Linked DNA regions of Triticum aestivum: region 2 is linked to region 1. The links are chromatin contacts, called in public Hi-C maps. All regions are on one chromosome and are shown on one strand. The core of a region is the stretch at or near the end of the contact, and the rest is flanking DNA. Distances in the headings are between cores, read along the strand shown.

Region 1 (7,459 bases), core at 3,133-5,632:
TACCATGGTTTTTTCTGTCATGGACGGCCCAAAGAATGTCATGCAGCTGCGTCTCCAGCCCGCCCAGGACAAAAAGCCCATTTTCTGTCATGATTTTTTGTCATAGAAGTAGGAGCCCACCACATCTATGATGATACCGGGTTTTGTCACAATTATCGTCATAGAAGTGTCATATGTATGACAATTTTTTTTTTCGTTCGGCCCAAAATGTCATGGATGTGTCTTTTTTTTGTAGTGTCGTAATGGCTAAACCCTAGAAGCTAGCCTATGATTGTTATTGTTCTTGTCCTACGGACTAAACCCTCCGGTTTATATAGACACCGGAGGGGGCTAGGATTACACAAGGTCGGTTACAGAGAAAGGAATCTACATATCCGAATCGCCAAGCTTGCCTTCCACGCAAAGGAGAGTCCCATCCGAACACGGGACGAAGTCTTCTATCTTGTATCTTCAATTCTTCACAGCCCAACAGTCCGGCCCATGTATATAGTCCGGCTGTCCGAGGACACCTTAATCCAGGACTCCCTCACTCGTCGATGACCTCCGTCCTGCCGTCCTGACGGTCTTGGTCTTGTTGCACCGGAATGGAAACCTTTAGCTGATTCCTCGGGACTCCGCGCCTGTGGCTTGCCTCCTTTGCACCGAAGAGTAAACCTGCACTATGCGCCTGCCTGGCACCCGCTTGGCGCCCGCCTGGCCTTGGTCGTCATGGCTCACGTCAGCTGAGCCTCGTGAGGTAAACCTTGCATAGAACTCTCCACCCCTCGGGAGCCAGCCTGAGGAGTCCAATCCCCTCGGGGGTCTTGGCGTCGTCCGCCTCACAAGGCTTGGCCCCTCGCGAGGGTCTTGAGTTGTTGATGTCGAAGCTGGGCCGTACGAGGCCATGGATGGAGCCACGTGGTGGGCCGCAGGCAGGCAGGGCTGGATACCCCCATATCTAGGACGCCGACACCGAACACTAGCATTCCTTATGTTGTCACTAAGGCACTAAGGTCTACAGAATAGATTTATGCCAAATACAAAGCCCTGTGAGGGGGAGAAGGTTGCTTCACTTGAGGAGGAGAATTGTATTCTCCGTGGGATCATTGCTCGCAGAATATCTTCAACGTCGCCAAAGGACCAAGTATGAGCATAAGGCACTCCCATTAGCTTGTTCCAAGCTTGGAGGAGGTGCCCCGGTATCTTTATCACCATCATTATCATTATTGTTATCTTTTATCTCCATCTTTAGTTATATCATAGTTTAGGGAAGAAATTATAGTACGACATAGTTTGCAATGTGTTCTATCGCTCCTTCAGAGCAATTATCTATGTATCCTTTGGTGTGAGATTACATAAAAGAGATGGCATGAGACTTCTTTTGCTTTTTCGTTATTATGTACTCTAGCATTACGAATCAATCTCATATGTTGATCTTGTGAGAAGTCATAGCTTTATATTGGTTTTAAAGAATAAAACCTCTTGAGGCTTAGTAAACATAACATTGGTCATTTAAACATGAAAGATAAATTTTACATGCATATACACTATTTTGGACATCTTTTATGGTTATGATCTCTCAATGAATATTTTCAAATTTGATAATTTTATGCTGGACAAGTAAGACAATGTAATGGGCTTCCCGTAATTTTTGAAGATCGGCCTCTAGAATCCAAAATGTTACAGAACTCGGTAATTAGGGAACATTGTTTTGAGTGGGAAGTCGCCACTTGAGTCCGACCCCTAGACATAGAGGGATGGTTCGACATGTGGTAGATTGAAAGTTTATTAAAGGTGAGACAATTATATGCAACACATTGGGGAGTAAAATGGTCTCGTCTTTGGATTGCGGTTCAACGGTTCTCGAACATTTGGCTACCTCTAGGAGAAAACCCCGATGTAGATAGGCCATTTTTATTTAAGTGGTGAAACTAGCAAAATACAAAAAAAAGTAGAGCAACTAATACACTCAACTATTTGCATATTTTACAAACGAGAATCAACACGTGATAAAATCCCATGTTTGATGCTATGTAGTACACCCTCTGTTCCTAAATGTAAGACGTTTGAACTGCCAAAACGTCTTACATTTAGGAACAAAGGTAGTATATCTCAATGATGGGAATTATTGTTTCAATGTGAGGTATGTTCTCGGTTGATAGCTAGACGTTAGCGGTGACTTCATCAATCTTAAAAGCTCAATGTAAATACACTATTCATTAAATTCCGCATGAGCGCGTGCGTGTGATGTGAGGTGTGTGCATTGGTTCGTCTATATTTGCCACTAATTTAATGAATAGAGTATTTACATTGAGCTTTAAGATTGATGAACCAGGTAACTGCGTTAGGAATTCTTTTTTGCCAGAGGTGTGCTTTGCTCTGGTCCTTGGGCCGCAAACGACAACCCAGCCCAAACATCCTGCAGCTCCATCTGCGTGTGTGTACTGCACGCAAAATCCTATTTGCCGCATTATGTGGCACAGAGGCGAGCGACCAGCGAATGAGATGGGCCAACCCTTAACGAACATGCTACAGTAACCTGTTTTGGGCGAACCAACCTGTGGTTGGTTGGTTAGAGGGACTGTGGTATTTCCAGCCCACCAGGGTTCAAGTCCGGATACTCACATTTATTCCTAGATTTATTTCAGAATTTCCGGCGATGCGCATTCAGTGGGAGGAGACGTTCCCGTCGATGACGAGGTGCCTATGGTGACTTCGTAAATTTTAAGATGATATGCCGGCGTAGTCTTTCGAAGGTGCTCATAGGGGTAGAATGTGTGTGTGCGCGCGATCATAGGGGTGAGTGTATGTGCGTGTATATGAGCATCCGTGTCTATACTGTGTTAAAAAATAAACCTGTTTTGGGACCTTCTAGGAGGTTCCCAGCCTGTTTCCCCGGTTTGGGAATCTTCTAGAATGTTCCTGAACTAGTTTTTTTTTCTATTCTTTCTTTTCTTTCTTTTTTCTTTTGTCCTCATTATTTATTGATTTGTTTCCCTTTTTCCCTTTTCTTTCTTTTTATTTTTTTCTTTGTTTCCTTTTGTGTTCTTTATTTTCCAAAAAACTTAAGAATTTCAAAAAGTGTTCACTTCTTTTACGAAAATGTTCTTAAAAAATAGAATTTCAACTTTAAAAATGTTCCCTTTTTTTATTATTGTTCACCCCGGTTTGGGAATCTTCTAGAATGTTCCTGAACTAATTTTTTTTCTATTCTTTCATTTTTCTTTTGTCCTCATTATTTATTTATTTATTTCCCTTTTTCCCTTTTCTTTCCTTTTATTTCTTTCTTTGTTTCTTTTTGTGTTCTTTATTTTCCAAAAAATTTAAGAATTTCAAAAAGTGTTCGCTTCTTTTACGAAAATGTTCTAAAATAAAAAAAATAGAATTCAACTTTAAAAATGTTCCCTTTTTTATTATTGTTCACAAATTTAAAAAGTATTCGATAATTTCGAAAAGTAATCCTAGTTTCCATTTTTTTATAAATTCAAAAAATTTAAATATTTTCAAAATTTGTTCCCAAATACATAAAATGTTTGGAGAATATGAAAAATATTCACATTTTTATGTTTCTTTCACAAATTCAGTTTTTTTGTTGTTAATTTAAAAAATATTCCTGCTTTCCAAATTTTTGCACAAATTAAAACACTGTTCAAGTTTTTTAAAGTTTTTCTTAAATTCAAAAAAATTGGGGAATTTCTAAAAATGTTCGCATTTTGAAAAAAAATATAATTTTAAAAAATGATCAAGTTGTCAATTGTCGTTCATTTTTGCAAAAAGTGTTTTGCGTCATGAAAAATTGTTCGTAATTTCAAGAAAGGTCTTGTTTTTAATTTTGTCCCTTTTTCTGAAAAATTGTTTGCGCATTCACAAGATGTTCAATTTTTAAAATATTTGTTCAGAAATTTAAAAACCTGCACGTTTCAAGAAATATTTACTGTTTAAAAAAAAACTCGTTCGAAATTTTGGACAACTTTAAAATCTATTGCGGCTTATAGTTCATATAAACCGGGCTGACATTGTAGACATCAAATCTGAGCAATTTCAGTGGTTGGCGGCGTTGTTCACCTGCAAGGTGTCCTCGGTTCGAGGCCTCACACGGACCTTTTTGTTTTTGAGAGATTTTTGCGAATTGGTGTTTATGTTTTACCGTCGTCGTTCGTTTCTTTAGGCATCACGCTGCAAATCTAGCACTGCAGTTTGTGTGTCGCAGCGGCTCGCGGCAGCGCCAACTATTGGAAATCCGTCATTCTGTAAGACAGATGCGGTGTGTGAACAAGAAAAATAGTGTACCATAATCAGCGCGCGGATCAGTAGGAAGTCGTGGGTTCCTAGAATGGGCCAGGCCCAGGTTAGCCGGGCCTGTGCGAAACGCGGACTCTTTGCCGCAACGAGCGGCCCGGTCCCTGCGGGCACGGCGCGAGCCGCGACGGCATATGCCCGCGGCCCCGTTTGGCGTCGCTGGCGTGGCATATGCCCCGAGATATTCCCACCCTTCTCCCTTCATTCCTTTTTCTTTTCTGTGCGAATTCCCAACCCTTCCTTCTAGTACTTCCGGCAAGTGAAGCAAGCAAAGTATGAGCGGCGACACTCCCACTCCCGATCCAGGCATGCACATGTGCTCCGCCATATCAGTGTCTGGCCGAAACGACCGCCTTTTTCTATGCCAACTCCGGCCGGCTGGACGCGAGCCGATCCAGATTCGCATTCCAGCCAAGCTCCTGCCATGCATCTCGCGGCAAGTTCCAACGTGCGGCGCCACCGGAGATGGCTGGATCTGTGCCTTCCGCTGGTCTTTCTTGCGCGTGGCAATACCGCCGTGGATCTGCCTCTGCCTGCCTGGCTGGCTGGCCGTGCAGGTGCAGTGCAGGAGCGGGATCTGGGGAGCGATTCGTGGGAGGGCAGGTGAGACCTCCACCAGAACGGCAAGCAGGGATCGTAATATGCTCATAGATCGGGACGTTTTGCATATGCCGATGGCGTCACGTGGCGGTGGCGCCGTGGGAAATGCGTGCCGGCTTGATCTGCCCGATCAAGTTGGTGCAGGTACTGCTGCTGCTGCTGCTGCCGGAATCGGGATTTAAAAAGTCCGGTCGTCTTTCTGGAATGGAAAAGAGAAAAGAAAGGAGGCCTGCTTCTAGTTGTTGGTGGTGTTGAGTTGGTCGTTTTATTTTTAAGCGAGGTTTGCTGTTGCGGTGTTGGTGACTGATCTGATCTGATCACAGCTCAGTCGGTAGGTCACAACAAGCGATGGGAGGGATGGGATGGGATATCCATGCGACCGCGACGTCTACGGTGGTTCGGAGTTGCTCGGAAATCTCTCTCTCTTTCTCTTCTCACTCATCACTACTCGCTACTAGAGTGGTAGTAGTGTACAAACTGAGGCTCCGTCTCTAGAACGTGTGCGCGCAGGCAGGTTGGCAGGCAGGCGCAGTAGTTTCTTGCCGCTTTCAGGCCAACCGTTTTACGTTAGGTAAACAACGGTGGAGAGAGACGAACGGGCAATGCCCGTCGGTATTCTACGGGCGCATGATATGACAATCGTACGATCGCCGTCGATGACACCCAGATCCAATCCATCCGTCTCATATTCTCTCATATTCTCATCTTGGTGACGACCGGATCCGGATGCACAGACCAGCTTCACCTCCTGCTCCTTCTTGAACGAATGCACGATTCCGATGCGCGGGTAGCGTACGAAACAAGGGTGCTGGCATCATTCGGCCGTTCCGGCCGGACGTGGACAGCTCCCGGCGGCAGGTGGGAGATCAGAGGCGCGCATGGCGGCACGGACGGCCGAATGATTGCGCTGCCGTGTGCGCGCTGCCGCCGCTGCTTTATTTCTTCTCCGGCCTACGTACGTACGCACGCACGTCGGTAGAGTTGTACATGCAACTTTTTTTTTTTGAACTGTGGTGCGTACGTGCAACTTTTGCAAGTTGGCGCTTCCCGACGATGCATGGATGGACGTACGCTTGGCGGTTGCGGCGGGCCAGCCGTGACCACGTTACCCTCTCGCCTCAGCGGCGGTCGACCGTGATCGGCCTGGCGCCCATGCCCGCGTTTGGAAGTGTCGGGGGCAGGGCAGGGCACGGCGGGGAGCGTGCCGCCGCCCGCCCGGCCCCGGATGTGGCTCTCCACTCCATCGGTTGCAGTTTTCTACGGAGCCGGAGAACCGACGGCTGCGCGTCCACATCAGGCCTGTCCCGTGGAAGCTCGGAATGCCATCATGGTGTGCACCGTCCCCTTTCGCCAGCATTTGCAACGTTCCCTCCTCCGGCATGTGCTCCGGGCTCTTTTTCGAGGTTCCTCGAATGTACGATGATATCTCTCGGCTTCGCCCAAAACTATCGAGCCACTAGATCCATTGTGCTCGGATCCATCATGATGAACTGATTTTTAGTGTTCGTGCGGTTATCTCTCACCTGATTCACCTTAATTTGGAGCCTACGTGGCTCCATCTCGGTCTTAAGTTGAAGCCTCTTCTCCTCAATGTCTGATGCAGTTTGCTCTCTTGCATAGCCTTCCATAATGCCTTCTTGTCTTCGTTCTTCTTCTCCTTCATCTCTAGCTTTTCTTGCTTCCTCTTCTCATTGCACACATTTCATCCTTTCATCAACTCATCAATATTTTTTTTCATCGCCTCCACCTCTCCTGCTCTCTTGAGCTTCTCATTTTCTCTCTTCCTCCCGTCAGGCCGACCCATGCTAGTTGTTGGAATGGTACTTCTAGGCACACCTCGGTCAGGAAAAGCCGAGGACCATGGCACTAGTAGAAAAAGGACCTTATGTGAGACACATTAGTCCCGATTCGATTTTAGCCCGGTACTAATGGTATCATTAGTACCGGTTCGAACGGCTATGCATTAGTGCCGGTTTGTGTTGAACCTTTAATACCGGTTCGTGCCACGAACCGGTACTAAAGGGGTGGTGGCAGGCTGGCGTCAGGCCGGGGCCCACGAGCCCCTTTAGTCCCGGTTTGTGGCACAAACCGGTACTAAAGGGCCAACCTTTAGTGCCGGTTCGTGCCACGAACCGGCACTAAAGGGGTCTAACCTATAGTCCCGGTTGGAGACACAAACCGGAACAATAGGGCAATTTTCAAACTTGAAAAAATCATAACTAAATCATCCTAATTCAGAAAAATACATATAATATATCAAAATTTGTAGAACAAAGAGATTGATCCGCTGAAACAACAAGTTTTCCGTTTCGACAATTTTTTAAAATCTCAAAATTCCAAAGGAAAAATAGAGTTTTGGGGCGTTTTAGACGTTTTTTAGACGTTTTTAGCGTTTAGTGCTAGGGTTTAGATTTCAGAGTTTAGGGTTAGGTTTTATGGTTTAAACCCTTAGTTTTTACCATTTAGCATAGAGTTTCCGACGTTTTAAGTCCCGGGTTTAGGGTTTAGGATAATTTTTGAAATGACAAAATTGTAAAAGGAAAAAAAGATATGCTCTAATTTATGTTTTTTTGAATTTTGG
Region 2 (6,911 bases), core at 4,139-6,638, 390 kb after region 1:
CCTTTATAGTCACCTAGTTACGTTGCGATGTTTGATACACACAAGGTATTCCTCCAGTGTCAGTGAGTTGCATGATCTCATGGTCATAGGAACATATACTTGACATGCATAAAATGATAGCAGTAAACTTGATACGATCATACGCTACGTTTATAGTTTTGGGTCTTGTCCATCACGTCATTCTCCCAATGATGTGATCCCATTATCAAATGACAACTCATGTCTATGACTAGGAAACCGTAGCCATCTTTGATCAACGAGCTAGTCCGGTAGAGGCTTACTAGGGACATGTTGTTGTCTATGTATCTACACATGTATTTGAGTTTCCGGTCAATACAATTATAGCATGGATAATAAACAATTATCATGAACAAAGAAATATACTAATAAGTACTTTATTATTGGCTCTAGGGCATATTTCCTACAAAGAGAAGGTGTGGTTTTTAAAGATATCCATTGTAATGTTCATAGAGATGATCATATTTGTTGTCTATGATATTAGTATGGCATGTGTTCCTTTTTTGTATCCCATAAGGTGGGATAGGTAATCTTCTTTGTCATCATTATGTTGATAGACACTAGAGATGATTACTTGTAGTCGACTCTATCTAGTGAACTCAAAGAACTCTTGAAATATATCTTTAAGACCGTTCCTTTGACCTAGATCAACATTCCTGATGATTAGAGTGGCATAAATATATGCCACATTAGGACATCCCGGTCCAAAATATTATTCAATAGGTTGTTTGATTTCGTCATCTATGACAAGCTTCATTGATCACAAATTTTTAGTAGTTCAACAACCAACACAAAAAGTAGGAGAGGTAGAGGACCCCCCCCCCCTATATAACACCTCCTTTGTAGACAAATTCTATTTCCAGTGCATCATTAAGTGTAACAAGGGTTGTAGAAATGCTTAGTATGCTCCTTATCCGCTTGACCATTTTTCACCAAATCCAACGAGGCATGAAAAGAATAGCATTGTGTCAAAGTCATTCTTAAATAACAAAAAACCTTTTTTATATTCTTGGCAGATTTTAAGGTGTTCAAAAGCCCAATAAAAGCATTCTTGAATATTTATGTTTTTAACAATCTCGCATTAATCATTGTTAAGTATTAATATGATAAATATTTGTACCATGTTGGCCTTTAATCTTGTTAACACTTCAATAAGCATGCTCACCACAGAGATTGGTCTCTAGTCTGCTACAGATTCAAAAGTAGGTATCTTAGAAATGAGTGATATATACAAAGTGTTAACAAGTTGTATTTCTCTCTCTTTATTTTGAAAGTTAAAACATAACTTGTAATACAGATTTGTAATAACATGCCATCATCTTTTCATGGAAAGACCATTGAAACCATCTAGTCCTATGGACTTGTCATTATGCATAAATTGATAACCTTGTCGATTTCATCATTGGTGAATGTGTCTTTCAAATGACCGAGACTATTATTGGTAGCTAAATGTCGAGTATTCTGTAGAATTGATCTTTCATCAGCGGTGAAATGGGTCCTGGGGATTTTCTCGGGATATGTTTCACTCTCTATAAAAGAAATATTATATGGCAAATAAAATAGTTTCACTACCAGTTAAATGTTTCACACCACTCATGAGTAACATAACTATTTTGTGCTATAAAAACCCTTTAAATGTTAATATCTATTGAATTCATGATTTCAAATGAAAGATATTTATTTTAAAACTATCCATACATTCAGAATCTATGGTCATAGAGTTTTAAAAAATATTCATGCATTGAATTTTTTATTGTTGTGTTTTTTATAAATAAATACAAAGTGATGTGGTCAAATCCAGTAAATCTCGGGTAGGGGGTACCGAACTAAGAGCCTAAATACAGTGATAACGAGGACACGAGTTTTTACTCAGGTTCGGGCTCTCCATAGAGTAAAACACTAAGTTCTGCTTTTGTGTATTGCTTTGGATGGAGTACAGAGTACAATCAATCTACCCTGAGATTGTTGGCTGTCTCCTACGAGCCCCACTCCTTGGTTTATATGGATACCGGGGGGTGTCTAGTGTTACATCCTAGTCGGTTACATACAGGAAGAATGAGTTGTAGACGATTTTAGTATCTTGGAGTGTACAATAAATCTCCAGGAATCTTCCTTTCATATGCCATGGGCCGCTCGATGTGGCTCATTGGTGAACCAACATGGGGGTCCCCAGCCCAGTCCACCATGCTGGGAGAAGATGTGATTAGAGACACCCAGTCTGAGACACCGTCACAAATGATAAAATTAATTTAAATCAAAATTTAATTAAATATACCGGTTTTCATGGAAGCATAAGGCCTTGTTTGTTGGAAGAGTTTTGGGGAGGTTTAGAGGGGAATATCTCCACAGGGCCCATAATACCCAAAAGTCCCCGTCAGCCCATTTGGTATGGCAGGGATTGAACATACCAGCCCCCCTCCCGACCAACCCCTCCCAAGTCCAAAACCACATGGTGCAAAAGACTCCAGGAGCCGCTTGTGGAATGGGATGAACAAGGGCACTCACTGTGCTGCTGTTGTCGTAGGAGGTTTAACCAAACAAACGAATTTATCAGGTGGTGGGAGATTAGTGCATAATTTGGAGAAACAGACGAAGGGGAGGGGATCACCAAATTCCCTCTAATCCCTACCCCCTTGGAGCTGCAAAACCTCGCCACCAAACAATGCCTAAAGAAGAAAGGAAAATAAAAATATAGATGAGAAGATGAATAATTAAATAAAATAATATCAGAAAAGGGGATAACAAATAAATAGCCATGCAACCCGTAATTGGCCGTACCAAAAAGGGGTGCTAGCGAAGCATCCTTATTCCACACAATGAGCATAGAAAACATTTAAGGATGCACGCTTAACATGTTGTAGCGTGATTCAAAATAGACATGGAATTCAAGAGGCCTCTAACCCAACAACCAATTATGGAGGCGTCTATATTCAGGGAGAGGCGCAGGCTTTAGCCATTTTCCAAAACTCCCCGAAACCTTACCATCCCCTCCCCTGTGCCCAAATTCACCCGTCCAAATCTAGACGTTCGGGCTCACGACGCTCCTCCTCTAATAGGTTTATTTGAAAAACCACAAGGAGAAAAATGTAATATAACTACAATTGTACATCCTTGCTATATTGACTCTGTTTATACTACGAGTATATGTCTCTCGTAACAATTTCTATAATCAAGTACTCCTCTAGCCCATTTCAACCTTTTGTTTTCATTTTAACAAAAGCACCCTGCTAGGAAGTAATGGATAACAGTTGGCAAAGTAGTTTAACGAGCCTAACCAAAAGCACGACCACTCCCAATTTTAAAAAAAAAAACAAAAGCACCATTATCATCAGGCATCTTAACGAGCCTAGGCTCACCAATTGCCAATAAAAACTTTTACCGGTACAATCAATGTAGTGACTAGGTGTTGTGCTGTCAAGTGCTGGTAATTGAGATAGAACCAGCTCGTCAGCAGCACCTAGATAGAGTAGATAGATAGATGGATGCCTCGGTCGACCGGATAACCATTGACGCCGCCCGCAAGTAGTCGGGGCGTGCCATCCGTGGGAAATAGAAATGCATTGTTAAGTAAGTTAACCATACACAATTTGTAGGCTGCTCGAGGTTAATGCCATGTTAACCATACACAATGTTGTTCCATTTTTATAAATAAATACTAAGAGTAAAAGTAATTTAAATATCAAAATTTAAATAAAGACACCAATTTTCATGGAAGCATAAGGCCTTGTTCGTTGGAAGAGGTTTAGATGGGAATATCCCCATAGGGCCCAGATACCAAGGAATCACCGCCGGCCCCATGCCAACCCCTCCCCCTCCCCCTCCCCACCAACACCTACGAAGACCCAACCGACGTGTTGTAGAAAACTCTGGAAGCCACTCGCGGAACGGGATGAGACAAGGGGGCTCGTGATGCTACTACTGTCGTATGTGGTTTAACCAAACAAATGGATTTATGAGGAAGAAAGGGGGAGGGGGGAGGGTATTAGTTGGGAGTTGAGGAAATTGGGTGGAGGGGAGGGATTACCAAACCCCCTCCAAACGAGGCATAAAGAAGAAACAAAAATAAAAAATGTAGAGAAGAAGATAAAAAACTTAAATAAAATAATAACATAAAAAGGTTAAAAAAAGGACAAGCAACCCGTAATTGGCCGTACCAAAAAGGGGTGCTAGCTAAGCATCCTTATTTCACACAATGAGCATGGAAAACCTTTAAACTCACACACTTTACATGTTGAAGCTCAATTGAAAAATAGGCATGGAATTCTACTGGGCCTCTAACACAAAAGCCAATTATGGAGACGTCTATATACAGGGAGAGATGGAGGCTTTAGCCATTTTTGGAATCTCTCGAAGCCTTACCTGCACCTCCCCCCTGCCGAAATTTACCCGTCCAAATCTGGAAGTCCGGGCCTACAACGCTCCTCCCCTAATAGGTCATTTGAAAATTTACAAGGAGAAAAAAAAACAATTTAACGACGGTTGTACATCCACGTGTTGTATCAACTCTGTTTCTGCTACGAGTATACGCCTCCGGGTGACAATTTCTATGATCAAGTACTCCTCTAGCCCATTTCAACTTTCTTATCTCTCCATTTCAACAAAAGCACTACTCCGCTAGCAACAAGTAATGGATCAGTTGGTAAAGTAGTTTACCGAGCCTAACCAAAAGCACCATCATCATCGGCATCTTAACCATCTCATCAATGGCAATAAAAACCTTTTACCAGTACCATCAACCCAGTGACAAGGCGTCGTGCTGTAACTGAGATAGAACGACCAGCTCGTCACCAGCACCTGGATAGAGTCGAGTAGATAGATACTCCCTCCGTTCCAAATTACTTGTCTCAAAAGTGGATAAAAATGGATGTATCTACAACTAAAATACGTCTAGATACATCCATTTTTGTGACAAGTAATTCCGAACGGAGGGAGTAGATAGATGCCCCCCGGTCGACCGGATAACCATCGCCGCCGCCCGCGAGTAGCCGTGGCGTGCCATCCGTGGTTACCAGAAATGCATTGTTAAGCCAGGTTAACCATGCGAATTTGTTCACTTAGAAGTGCTAATCCGTTCGTGTTGGCCGTGGTTTCGCCCCGTGCCGTCACTGTGATGGCAGATTCTACCGATACCGAGGCAGGCGCAAAAGAAAAAAAAAGAGAGAAGAGAATCGAATCCCCTCGCAAATACCACCGGATAAAAAGATACCCTATCCCCGGGGCCCACCTGCCATTGGGTCCAGGATGGCCGCAGAAAACTTACAACGGGACAGAGGGACTCTCTTACGAGCAGCCCCCTCCGTTCCTTACTGACCACGTACGGGTCCCATTTCCCTCTCCTCGCCACGGGCCGCGGCCGCTATATAAAGCGGCAGGCCTCCCGAGCTCGGAGGCACGCAGAGAGCGAGAGACCCGTCCCCCCCTCACCCCCGCCGCCTCGTCCGTACCGTCCGTTCGGTCCGTTAGGGTTTCGTCAGCCATGGCGATCCTCGGGGAGCTCGGGACCGAGATCCTCATCCCCGTCTGCGGGGTCGTCGGCATCGTCTTCGCCGTCGCGCAGTGGTTCATCGTCTCCAAGGTCAAGGTCACCCCCGGCGCCGCCTCCGCCGCCGCCGGTAGCAAGAACGGCTACGGCGACTACCTCATCGAGGAGGAGGAGGGCCTCAACGACCACAACGTCGTCGTCAAGTGCGCCGAGATCCAGACCGCCATCTCAGAAGGTGAGCTCAGGCCCCCCGCCGACGGTGGTCCCCCCCCACCCCTCCCCCTCCCTCCCACTCTCTCCCCAGATCTGGGGCGGGCGTTGCTCGGCGCGCGCAGATCCGCCCGTTTCGCGGCCGTTTCTCCGGAGGAAGCGGCCGCGCTTCGAGCGCGGATAATGTTTGAAACTGCCGGGTAGTATATTGCCTACAGAAAGGTAGAATCTTGCTAGACTGCCACCCCTTTTCAGGGCCAAATGGCTCGGATTGTGGCCGTCCGTTGGCTCGTTTCGTCGATTCTAGCGCTGATCTGCGCGGTGAAATTTCGAATTTCAGCTCAGCCGTGCTCCTAGAGTGTTTTTTCCTCTTTAGGGAAGGATAAAACCATGAGAAAGCTCAACTGTTGCGATGCTAAAAGCTCTTCCTTACTTCCTTTTATGCAAAAGGAAACCGAATCCGGGCGCCGGAGCTTTTGATTCGCCCGTGGGCGCTGCAGAACAGTGTCGTTTCCCCCCAAACCATGCCGCGCCCCTAAGATATTTGTCACTCCTGACTTAGTTCCAAATCTGTAGGATTTCAAAGTGGGCTCTTTTGTCACCTTTGCTTGTTAGATCTTTGTTTATGCGGCTCCATGTGGGGCTTGCTAGGCTAGCAAATCACCATTTTCCATTTTTTGAATCTGAATGAAATGAATGAAAATTGACATCAGATGCTTGTGTTTGGTGCTAGATTAAGGCTTCAATAAACAGTTCTTTTAATGCCTTGAGCGGTGCCCGTGCCCTGCGTCGGTGCTGTAGTAAAAGATGCAGCTTTCAGTGGGCAACTGCACATCTCTACCGTCGCTGTCTTATTTTAATTAGAGTATCATACTCTTGGTAGTGGAAGGTGCGTGATGGATCTGCCAAACGCAGCAAGCTAGACACGTTGTGAGCTGCCTTGACTTAGCTCACTCCACTGCCCTGGGTAGGCAGATCCAGACCTGAAACGTCAGGCTCATGGATAAGGATCCCGGCCATCTGTCACTGACGTGTCAGTTTGTCCCTAGCCTTGTGAGATTGCCATCTCCATCCTCATCCGATGCGTGTCCTGTTTCTTGGGGTTCGGTGATTGGTGTCACCAATTTGTTTCTTCTTTGATTGGGACGTGTACAGTGGAAGATCTACTCTTGGAATTGTCTGCTCGATAGGATTGGGTGCG

Evidence for each region. Hi-C and Micro-C count contacts between places; a contact is called where the count stands out from the background.
Region 2: a contact with region 1 is called in a Hi-C map of leaf, with 2.9 times the contacts expected there. The contact joins the promoter of LOC123158100 here to the enhancer-like site in region 1. A contact is called at or near these places in 3 of 5 Hi-C or Micro-C datasets (leaf and an unstated tissue) and 1 of 1 datasets of contacts at active chromatin or transcription factors (leaf).

Annotation. Positions count from the first base shown.
Region 1 is chr7B:44,104,234-44,111,692 of IWGSC CS RefSeq v2.1, forward strand. No RefSeq gene overlaps it. Among protein-coding and RNA genes, the nearest start is that of LOC123157937, 65 kb to the left of the region's middle. Within about 2 kb of position 4,383, at least 8 of the 8 cell types and tissues checked have an H3K27ac peak or open chromatin away from gene starts, as enhancers often do. A contact at or near this core is called in leaf, where this site is marked.
Region 2 is chr7B:44,494,432-44,501,342 of IWGSC CS RefSeq v2.1, forward strand. LOC123158100 (pyrophosphate-energized vacuolar membrane proton pump) reads left to right here and starts at 5,389. Exons shown (of 8, transcript XM_044576225.1): 1 at 5,389-5,735. The coding sequence starts at 5,495.